Linked DNA regions of Danio rerio: all the other regions are linked to region 1. A link is a contact called in public Micro-C data. All regions are on one chromosome and are shown on one strand. The core of a region is the stretch at or near the end of the contact, and the rest is flanking DNA. Distances in the headings are between cores, read along the strand shown.

Region 1 (2,700 bases), core at 156-2,655:
CAATCGAGCCGAGACCACCTAATTCAAGCGATCTCGGAGCGATTACTTTGGCGCGGAACAGAGCGTGATTGACCTGTTCACATATGCCAATCGAACCGCGCTAACTGGCCAAACGAGATACGTTCCGAAACAAAAGTGTAGGTGTGAAAGCACCCTTAGGCTGCGTCCGAAACCGCATACTTCCATACTATATAGTACGCCAAAATCAGTATGCGAGCCGAGTAGTATGTCCGAATTCATAGAATTCGAAAATCAGTATGCGAGAAGTACCCGGATGACTTACTACTTCCGGCGAGATTCCGGAGTGCGCATCCCATGCATGCTGCGCTATCCCATGATGCCCCGCGAGCGAATTCATGAATGGAAGTAAAGCGACGCAACTGACGCAGGTAGGTCACGTGACCATGACAAAATGGCGGATGTAGTACGTCCGAATTCCATTCATACTTTTCACATTCATACTGTATAGAATGTACTTTTCTAACGGCCGAGTAGTATGTTTAAATTCAAATGCAGTACCTACTGAGTAGTAGGCGGTTTCGGACGCAGCCTTAAGTTTTTTTTCTATATTTATTTTATTACTTGTGCATTAAATGGTTAATGCTTCCAAACAGTTTGCTGCAATTAAAAATCGCCCATGTCTTGAGGTAGTATATAATGAGGCGATTTACAATTAATGTGTGATTTGATCGGATTAGAATCACAGGACTGATTTTTCTAATCCCCATAGACAAGAAAAAATAAAGTAGTGACTGCAGGTTGAAAGAAAATAGTGGAGTAAAAGTACCGATACATCACTAAAATGTACTCAAGGAAAAGTAAAAGTAAACATTTTTAAATCTACTTAGTAAATTACAATTCCTGAGAAAATCTACTTAATTACAGTCGCTTGAGTATTTGTTATTTGTTACTTTATCAAACTGAACGTAACACCCCATTAATTTCAGAATAAAATATTAACAAACTTAACAACTGTTTTTATATTATTAAAAATCTGTAATGCTGGGAAACATCTTTGACCTTGTTGGTCATAATCACATCTCTCTACACTTAGGCTTTTTTTCAATGGGCGCAGAGACCTTGTCAATAGCAAGTAATCCCCTCAACAGCCTGACTGACAGTTTGGAGCTTTGCTCTTTCAAAGAGAAAAGCTATCATGACCTGTGAGCCAGGTTAATTCTCCTGACTGCAAATACAGTGGCGCAGAAGCTCTATTACATCATCAGCCATATCCTTTTCAGAATGAATACATGAAATATAGCTGTTTTCATATTTCCAATTACTTTAATATTTGGTTAAACAAACATACAAATCAATGTTAGACAAGTATGGTAAGTTGGTGCTCCAATGTATCTATCCATAGAAAACTTTTTGGATGAAAAGATAGTACTGGACTGTGCCACCAGAGGGAGGCAAAGTAGCATACATTTACAAGAAAATGTTAAAACTGCCACAAGGAATGTTTGCCATTGTAAGGTTTTGCTTAGTTACCTGAAATATTTCACACTAATGACTGGTTGTCTTTCCTTGCAATGTCCCTGGGGTCAATATAATCTTATAAAAATTAACCACAGTATGTACAACAAAGAATAATGCAACATATTTTGCATTTTGGGAAGTCATGGTGGAAACGAGAACATGAAGTAAATAACATATTAAAGATAAATCACACATACACCTGAACTGTCAAGTTACTAATCCCTGAAGTCATTGTCTGGATCCGTTTTTGTCATTTCCACATTTAATTACTGCAAAATTTGTTTGACGTTATTATAATTCCATCCCCCAGTCCCCATTCGAAACATCTACCCTAAGCAAAACAACACCATTACCGCCTCTTTTAGTTTTGTTGGTATTCAGCTCACAAGTGTATTCCCGTGGTCCATTACCTAAGTCAGGAATGACTCTATGCAGCACAGTATTGTACGTGTCCATGCATGAGTGTGTGCATGAGTGTGCTTACGTGTGTGTAATGTGTCTGGTGCGGTGGTACCTCTTGATAGGCAAGCAGATGTTTTTGGGAGGCCAGCGCTGCCAGGTTGAGTCTGAAATGGTTCTTTAGAGACCATTACCCAGCTCCTCTGATGGCAGTCAAATAGCTATCATTACTACGCAGCCTGGGGAGGGAGCGCGATTGTCAGGAAGAGAGAGAGAGAGAGAGAGAAAAGGAGGGTGGTGGAAGGAGGAGGGGGGGAAAGCTTGAGTTTAAAAATGAACATTTCAGAGTTAACAGCCCCCCAGCTTTTTCTACCCTATTAACTGCAATGCTGCTATTCCCCTGCTCGGTTGGGAGCAATCCTGCCATCCCCACTACCACCAATATATGTAACACTCCTCTTTCTAGCTCTCCTTCTTCACTCTACCCGGCCTCTTCATCATCCCTTTCATTTTTATCCCGTCTCCCGCACTCCCCTCAACCTGTGATCTTTTCTTCCCCTTCTTCTCTGCTGCTCGTCGCCCTTTCTGCACCCCATACTCATTTTTTCCCACCCTCATCTCCTCAACTGTGAATTCTGCGCCCTTTGGTTTTGTAAACTTATATCCTGTCATTAAAACAACAATATTTTATTTCAGTGAAGATGTAACCATCCCTTTTTATGCACTTGGCTGAAATGAGGTATTGTTCGCATTGGAATCATTACAATTTACAAGAGAATCACTTTTATTTGTTTTCAATCTCGCATTAAGCTCTTCTGCTTA
Region 2 (2,700 bases), core at 38-2,537, 170 kb after region 1:
GCTGCTTCAGTCCAACATATTCTTTACCAGGATGATGAAGATAAAACCAGGGTGGACATTTCAACAAGACAACGATCCAAAACACCGTCAAGAAAACTCTCAAATGTTTCAGAGAAAGAAAATCAAGCTGTGGAATGGCCCAGACAATCAACTGACTTGAATTCAATCCAGATTTGATAGACGAGACCAACAGAATCATCAAGGTTTTTACACTCAGTTGAAGTCTGTGAAAAACTCTCACCTGAGCAATTCATGTGACTTTAAGTTTAAGTCTTTAAGCTTTAAAAAAAAAAAAAAACTCTTGTTCAAAGTAATAAATGTTTCAGTAGTTCAGTACTTTCTCCTTGTGTAATGTCCTTATTATTACACATATCTCATTTTTCAGATCTTTTTGTTTTGTTTTATTTGCATGTTTGTATTGTTTGGGTTTTTCCACAAATCTGGTACAATTCCATGTCAACAGCTCCTTTAGAAACATTAAAAACATGTTCAAAACTTATTTTCCCCACTGTAGACAACCTATGGAAGCTGTTTTAACAATTTACATTCACTCTTTAAAACGAAAACTGATAGTAAAAGATAAGAAATTCAGTGCAGTAATAAACCAGAAATGTGTTTATAAAAAATAGAAGCAAAAATAAATAGTAGAGAGGTAATGAGAGATGATGAGCTATTGATAATCAATAGTAATAGAAGGTGTTAGAACCTCAAAAGCAACAAATAATAGACTAAAGGAAAGTTTTAAAAGGGACGGAGGTGAAAATTATAGAGGGGCCAACAAAAAAAGAAAAGCCTTAATGTAGAGGAAGAGTGGTTCAGCACATCAAGGAGAAAGAACTCAGGTATTGAATGAGTGAGAGATAAAAGAAAGATGGACAATGAGACGGGGAGAAAGAGAGTATGCGTATGAAAAAGAGAAAGAGAGAGAGAGAGAGAGCGTCTCGGGTGGCAGATCTGTGTGTTGGCTGAGCGCCCGACACTGGAGTTTGGCCAGCTGGCAGTTTGCCGATTGGGGCTTCCTGGATTCAGTCCTTAAAAACAATCATTTGGACAGAGTGTATGAGAGCGTGTGTGTGTATGTGTGTGTGTGTAGGGGGGGAGAACATATATTTGAGCGGGTGTACATGAGCTACTGTAACCAATTATTTTCCTCTTACACTCTCATTTATTATGAAATATACAAACTGTCTCCACGTCTTTTCCCAGGCTAAACACACACACACACACACACACACGCATTCGCAGTCACTGCATGCAACGTGCCAAGCCAAGCCTGGCTTCCTCCACCAGCTGGGACTTCAAAGGTGATCCCCTCTCTGTTGCTTTGAGCCAATTCCCTCGCTCTCCTTTTCTCTCGCACACAAACCTTACGCACACTCAAAGTATAAACTCTTAGAGCTTTTGCTGTTCTGACTTCACTTCTACCTGCTCCAGGCGTTTTACATTAACACCCAGCGAAGCACTCAGCTGTGCGGTTAATGCCTCACACAACACTTGTTTAGAGGATTTAGAGGGCACGAATGTGTGTGCGTTTGTGTGAGTGTGTGTGTGAAAGAAGGATAGAATAAACACTAGCATCCTCTGGTCAGGCACAATCACAACCTGATGTTCCTCAGAGGGGTTCACACAGATGGGATAAACAGGTGTCCGGGCGGCTTTTAACTTGATATTAAGTATAAACAGAGAGAGATTCACTTTAGCTTTAAAGGAAAATGCTAATCAAAAAAATAAAAACAAAAAGAAGTTAAAATTTTAACAACAAGTATGCTAGTCTCATTGCACGTGTGACTTATCACGTTCTACATAATGAGTATGAGTTGTTACCTTTACCATATCTGTAGATTAAGCAGATATGAAAACTCTTTTTATCCGGTGAGCGTTAAGCTATTAAATAGTGGTGGTTTAGACTGAGAGTATCTCTGTTTTTATTTATTTATGTGTATATATGGAAGTGGGTACACTCTCAAAAATAAAGGTACGCAAGTTGTCACTGAGGTGGTATATTTTCAAAAGGTACACATTTGTACTTCAACGGTCCATATTGGTTTTACAAAAGTATATATTACTATCTACAAATTTTAAGAGGAACACTTTTGTACTTTAGGTAATAATAAGTACCCTTGAGGTATTAATGTTGACCTTTTAGGTACAAAGTTCTACCTTTTACCTCAGTGACAGATCGCGTACCTTTATTTCTGAGAGTGTATGCAACTTTTTGGGGATGGGGGTATAGATTTATTGATTTATATACCTATCTGGTTTGTTGTATGTTTGTTTTGTTTTTTTATGTATGTGATGTCTGCAGCTGAGGGCAAGAGCTCAAGACAAATTTCCCCACTGGGACAATAAAGTTTTACCTTACCTTACCTTACCTTACCTTACCTTACCTTTTCTTTCCTTTCCTTTCCTTTCCTTTCCTTTCCTTTCCTTTCCTTTCCTTTCCTTTCCTTTCCTTTCCTTTCCTTTCCGCCACATTGTTACAAATTTGTACAATTTGTCTTTTTCTTTCTATTTTCTTGCTATTTAATTTTTCTATTTTTTTTGTAGGGACAACCTAATAGTTTTATTTTAAATCCACCAAAATTTGTAAAAAAAATAAAATAAAATAAAAAATAACAAGTTAACTTAATTCCTTCATGTTGCCCCAACACAAATTAATTTTGTGGAACCCAGCATTTTTTACAGTAGAAGAGTCAAGTT
Region 3 (2,700 bases), core at 196-2,695, 190 kb after region 1:
CCCACTGCCCCCCCAACAATCCCCATATCATACTTGGCTTCATCACTCTGTCCCCTCTCCAACAATCAGCTGGTTTGTGGTGTGCGTTCTGGCGCAGTGTGACTGCTGTCGGGCCATCCAGGTGGATGCTGCACACTGGTGTTGGAAGAGGAGATTTCCCCCAAAAATGTGTTTAAGCACATTCAGTGTCCAGAAAAGAGCTATATAAATGTGAAGAATTATCATTATTAATAATTAATTTTTGTGGTCAGTGAGTCATTAAATAGTTAGCTTTCACAAAAATGACAATTCTGTAATTAATTACTCTCCTTCATGTCATTCGAATAGTCTTTTGAAATGTATGAAGCTCCTTCATCCTCCATATTCAACAAGAATATTGTCCCACGATGCTCAATGTCCAGAAAAGAAACCAAAAACAGTGTCAAAAAATGTCCATGTAAATTCAGTGGTTCAACTGTAATCGTACAAAGCTCTAAGAACACGTTTGGTTGCCAAAAAAGCACAACAAGCAATTGTCATGCTACCTGTAGTAAATGTGCACCTTAATTTGATGTGGAGGACTTAATTATTTTTACTGTTTTTTGACACAAACAGGTGTTCTTGGAGCTTTATATGATTACAGTCGAACCCAAGAGCTTTCATAAAATCTTTTGACAATATTATCTTATGAGCACAAATTAAAATATTACAGATGAAATCCGAGAGCTCTTTGGCCCTCCATATTCAGCAATGGTCTTGAGAAGGGTCAGATAGCTCTCGAATTTCATCTAAAATATTTTGATTTGTGCTCAAAAGACGAACAAAGGTCTCAGGGGATTGAAACAACACAAAATTTTCATTTTTAGGTGACCTAATCCATTAAAAGGAAAATGAGCAGCATTTATTTACGGTTCATTTTCAACTAAACATGGATGTGTCAGAACATTCATAAACAGAGTACCGCTGCTCAGGTATTTCAAACTTCAATTCACTGCTAACCTAAACACAAAAAAAGGGTTTGCGGTTATTATTTTGAGGCTTAAAGCTATCTCTTTCAACTCAGCTACAAGCATGGCAGAGCAACAGCTTGATAATCACGTTACCTAAATTAAGTTCAACTGTAAACATATTAGCTGGCTACCTGAAAAACAGCCCGTTCAGTTTTAGGGCACAGACATGTGAACGTAACTTGAGTTCTGGCCTGAGATTATTTTCAGAAAAATGGTTACAGTGTTTGGCAAGAACAATTTAGGCCTGGCAAGAAACTCGTGATCTTATTTTCTGCTGAAAACCACAAGTACAAAACATTAATAAGCCGGCATGGCCACAAAACATTGGTGAAACTCAAAGGCTGTCATTCTTTTAAAAAAAAAAATTAGTAGGTGCTATTCATCACCTCCAGATGTTGGATTTCGACTACATATAATTTCGGTTTGGAAAACCGGGTGGACGTGTCCAACCACATTTTCAAATATGACAAATAGCTCTTACGTCTCCATTGCGGATCAATTAAAAGCATTTCCACAAGCTAGCACTCACACGGGTATCACTTTAAATCAACAACAGGTTTTGTCAGCCCCCTTATTAAGAACCCAGTCGATTCAAACATCGGCTGTCAATCAAAAATCACACCCAGACTATTGTAGATACACATCCTGAAAGAGTGCGTATGTGTGTGGAAGCGCACTCAGAGAGTCAAACAGAGCAGACAAAACAATAGCGGTGATGAGCAGACGCACACACACTCCAGGACACAACACACACACAGCTCCCCGCTGGCACCGCCGCCCTTCCATTTCCATGTATGAATGTTTGAATCAACCCCCTGGGTGTCAAAACACCCCTCTATGATCAGCAGGTCTCTAAAAATCACTCCACCTTCAGAACAAAACAGAGCGAGAGGGAATAAACAGCAGTACAAGGTCAAACATTAAACCCACACACACACACACACACATAAAAATCACACACACACAAAGTGCTTTACAACGCAAACATGGCAGTCTGGGTCAACTCAGGGTTCGCAGATAGGACAACACAGACAGAGTGTTGTCCAAAAATGAGTTTGCACAGACAGCAATAAAGTCCTTCATTTCTAACCATTGCATGGAAGGAACACTGGGTCAGGAGGGGCAAAGCCGTCTTCTCTGCTCTCATGCTAGTCATGCTTACCTACCGCTGTTAAAATGGCCAGCATATGTGGTATTTGTGATGCTGTGTTCACCAGGTTTCTAAACTAGTATTTTTAAACCTCGGCCATTAAAGTCAAGGTCTTTTTCATATCAGACTTGAGCCATTTTCCTAAGCTTTTCTCCTTCACACCCTCTCTGTCCAATCTATAAAAGATTATTTACTTGGATTAAAAATAAAAAGATAACGTATAAAAGCCCTTTGTAATACATACTTTTAAATAAGCAGGATATAATAAACATACATTGTGAGATATAAGTCATATTATAGCTTATACAGTCATAATGAAGTCACACATCCATAAAAATATACTGCAGTCGTGAGATATAAAGTCATACTGTGCCATATGCTGTTGTAAATATAAGAATCGAAGTGACATTTACAAAATATAGTTATACTTATTGTATAATATCAAAGTCCCTTTGAGGCAAGTCATTTCACTCTGTGGCCATCTTTGAAACGCCTCTCAGGCAGTATGCTCAGGCATTCTGTCTGAATGGAAAAACATTAAATTCTTCAAAACTGTTAGCC

The links. Hi-C and Micro-C count contacts between places; a contact is called where the count stands out from the background.
Region 2: a contact with region 1 is called in a Micro-C map of caudal fin, with 4 times the contacts expected there. The contact joins two enhancer-like sites. A contact is called at or near these places in 2 of 18 Hi-C or Micro-C datasets (caudal fin and hematopoietic stem cells) and 1 of 4 datasets of contacts at active chromatin or transcription factors (caudal fin).
Region 3: a contact with region 1 is called in a Micro-C map of caudal fin, with 4 times the contacts expected there. The contact joins two enhancer-like sites. A contact is called at or near these places in 1 of 18 Hi-C or Micro-C datasets (caudal fin) and 2 of 4 datasets of contacts at active chromatin or transcription factors (caudal fin and gastrula embryo).

Annotation. Positions count from the first base shown.
Region 1 is chr12:36,369,931-36,372,630 of GRCz12tu, forward strand. The region is part of intron 2 of LOC103911938 (a long non-coding RNA gene); the gene reads left to right. Among named protein-coding and RNA genes, the nearest start is that of fscn2b, 4.9 kb to the left of the region's middle. Within about 2 kb of position 1,406, at least 6 of the 62 cell types and tissues checked have an H3K27ac peak or open chromatin away from gene starts, as enhancers often do. A contact at or near this core is called in caudal fin, where this site is marked.
Region 2 is chr12:36,537,129-36,539,828 of GRCz12tu, forward strand. The region is part of intron 3 of bahcc1b (BAH domain and coiled-coil containing 1b); the gene reads right to left. Among named protein-coding and RNA genes, the nearest start is that of bahcc1b, 130 kb to the right of the region's middle. Within about 2 kb of position 1,288, at least 17 of the 62 cell types and tissues checked have an H3K27ac peak or open chromatin away from gene starts, as enhancers often do. A contact at or near this core is called in caudal fin, where this site is marked.
Region 3 is chr12:36,560,511-36,563,210 of GRCz12tu, forward strand. The region is part of intron 2 of bahcc1b (BAH domain and coiled-coil containing 1b); the gene reads right to left. Among named protein-coding and RNA genes, the nearest start is that of bahcc1b, 110 kb to the right of the region's middle. Within about 2 kb of position 1,446, at least 5 of the 62 cell types and tissues checked have an H3K27ac peak or open chromatin away from gene starts, as enhancers often do. A contact at or near this core is called in caudal fin, where this site is marked.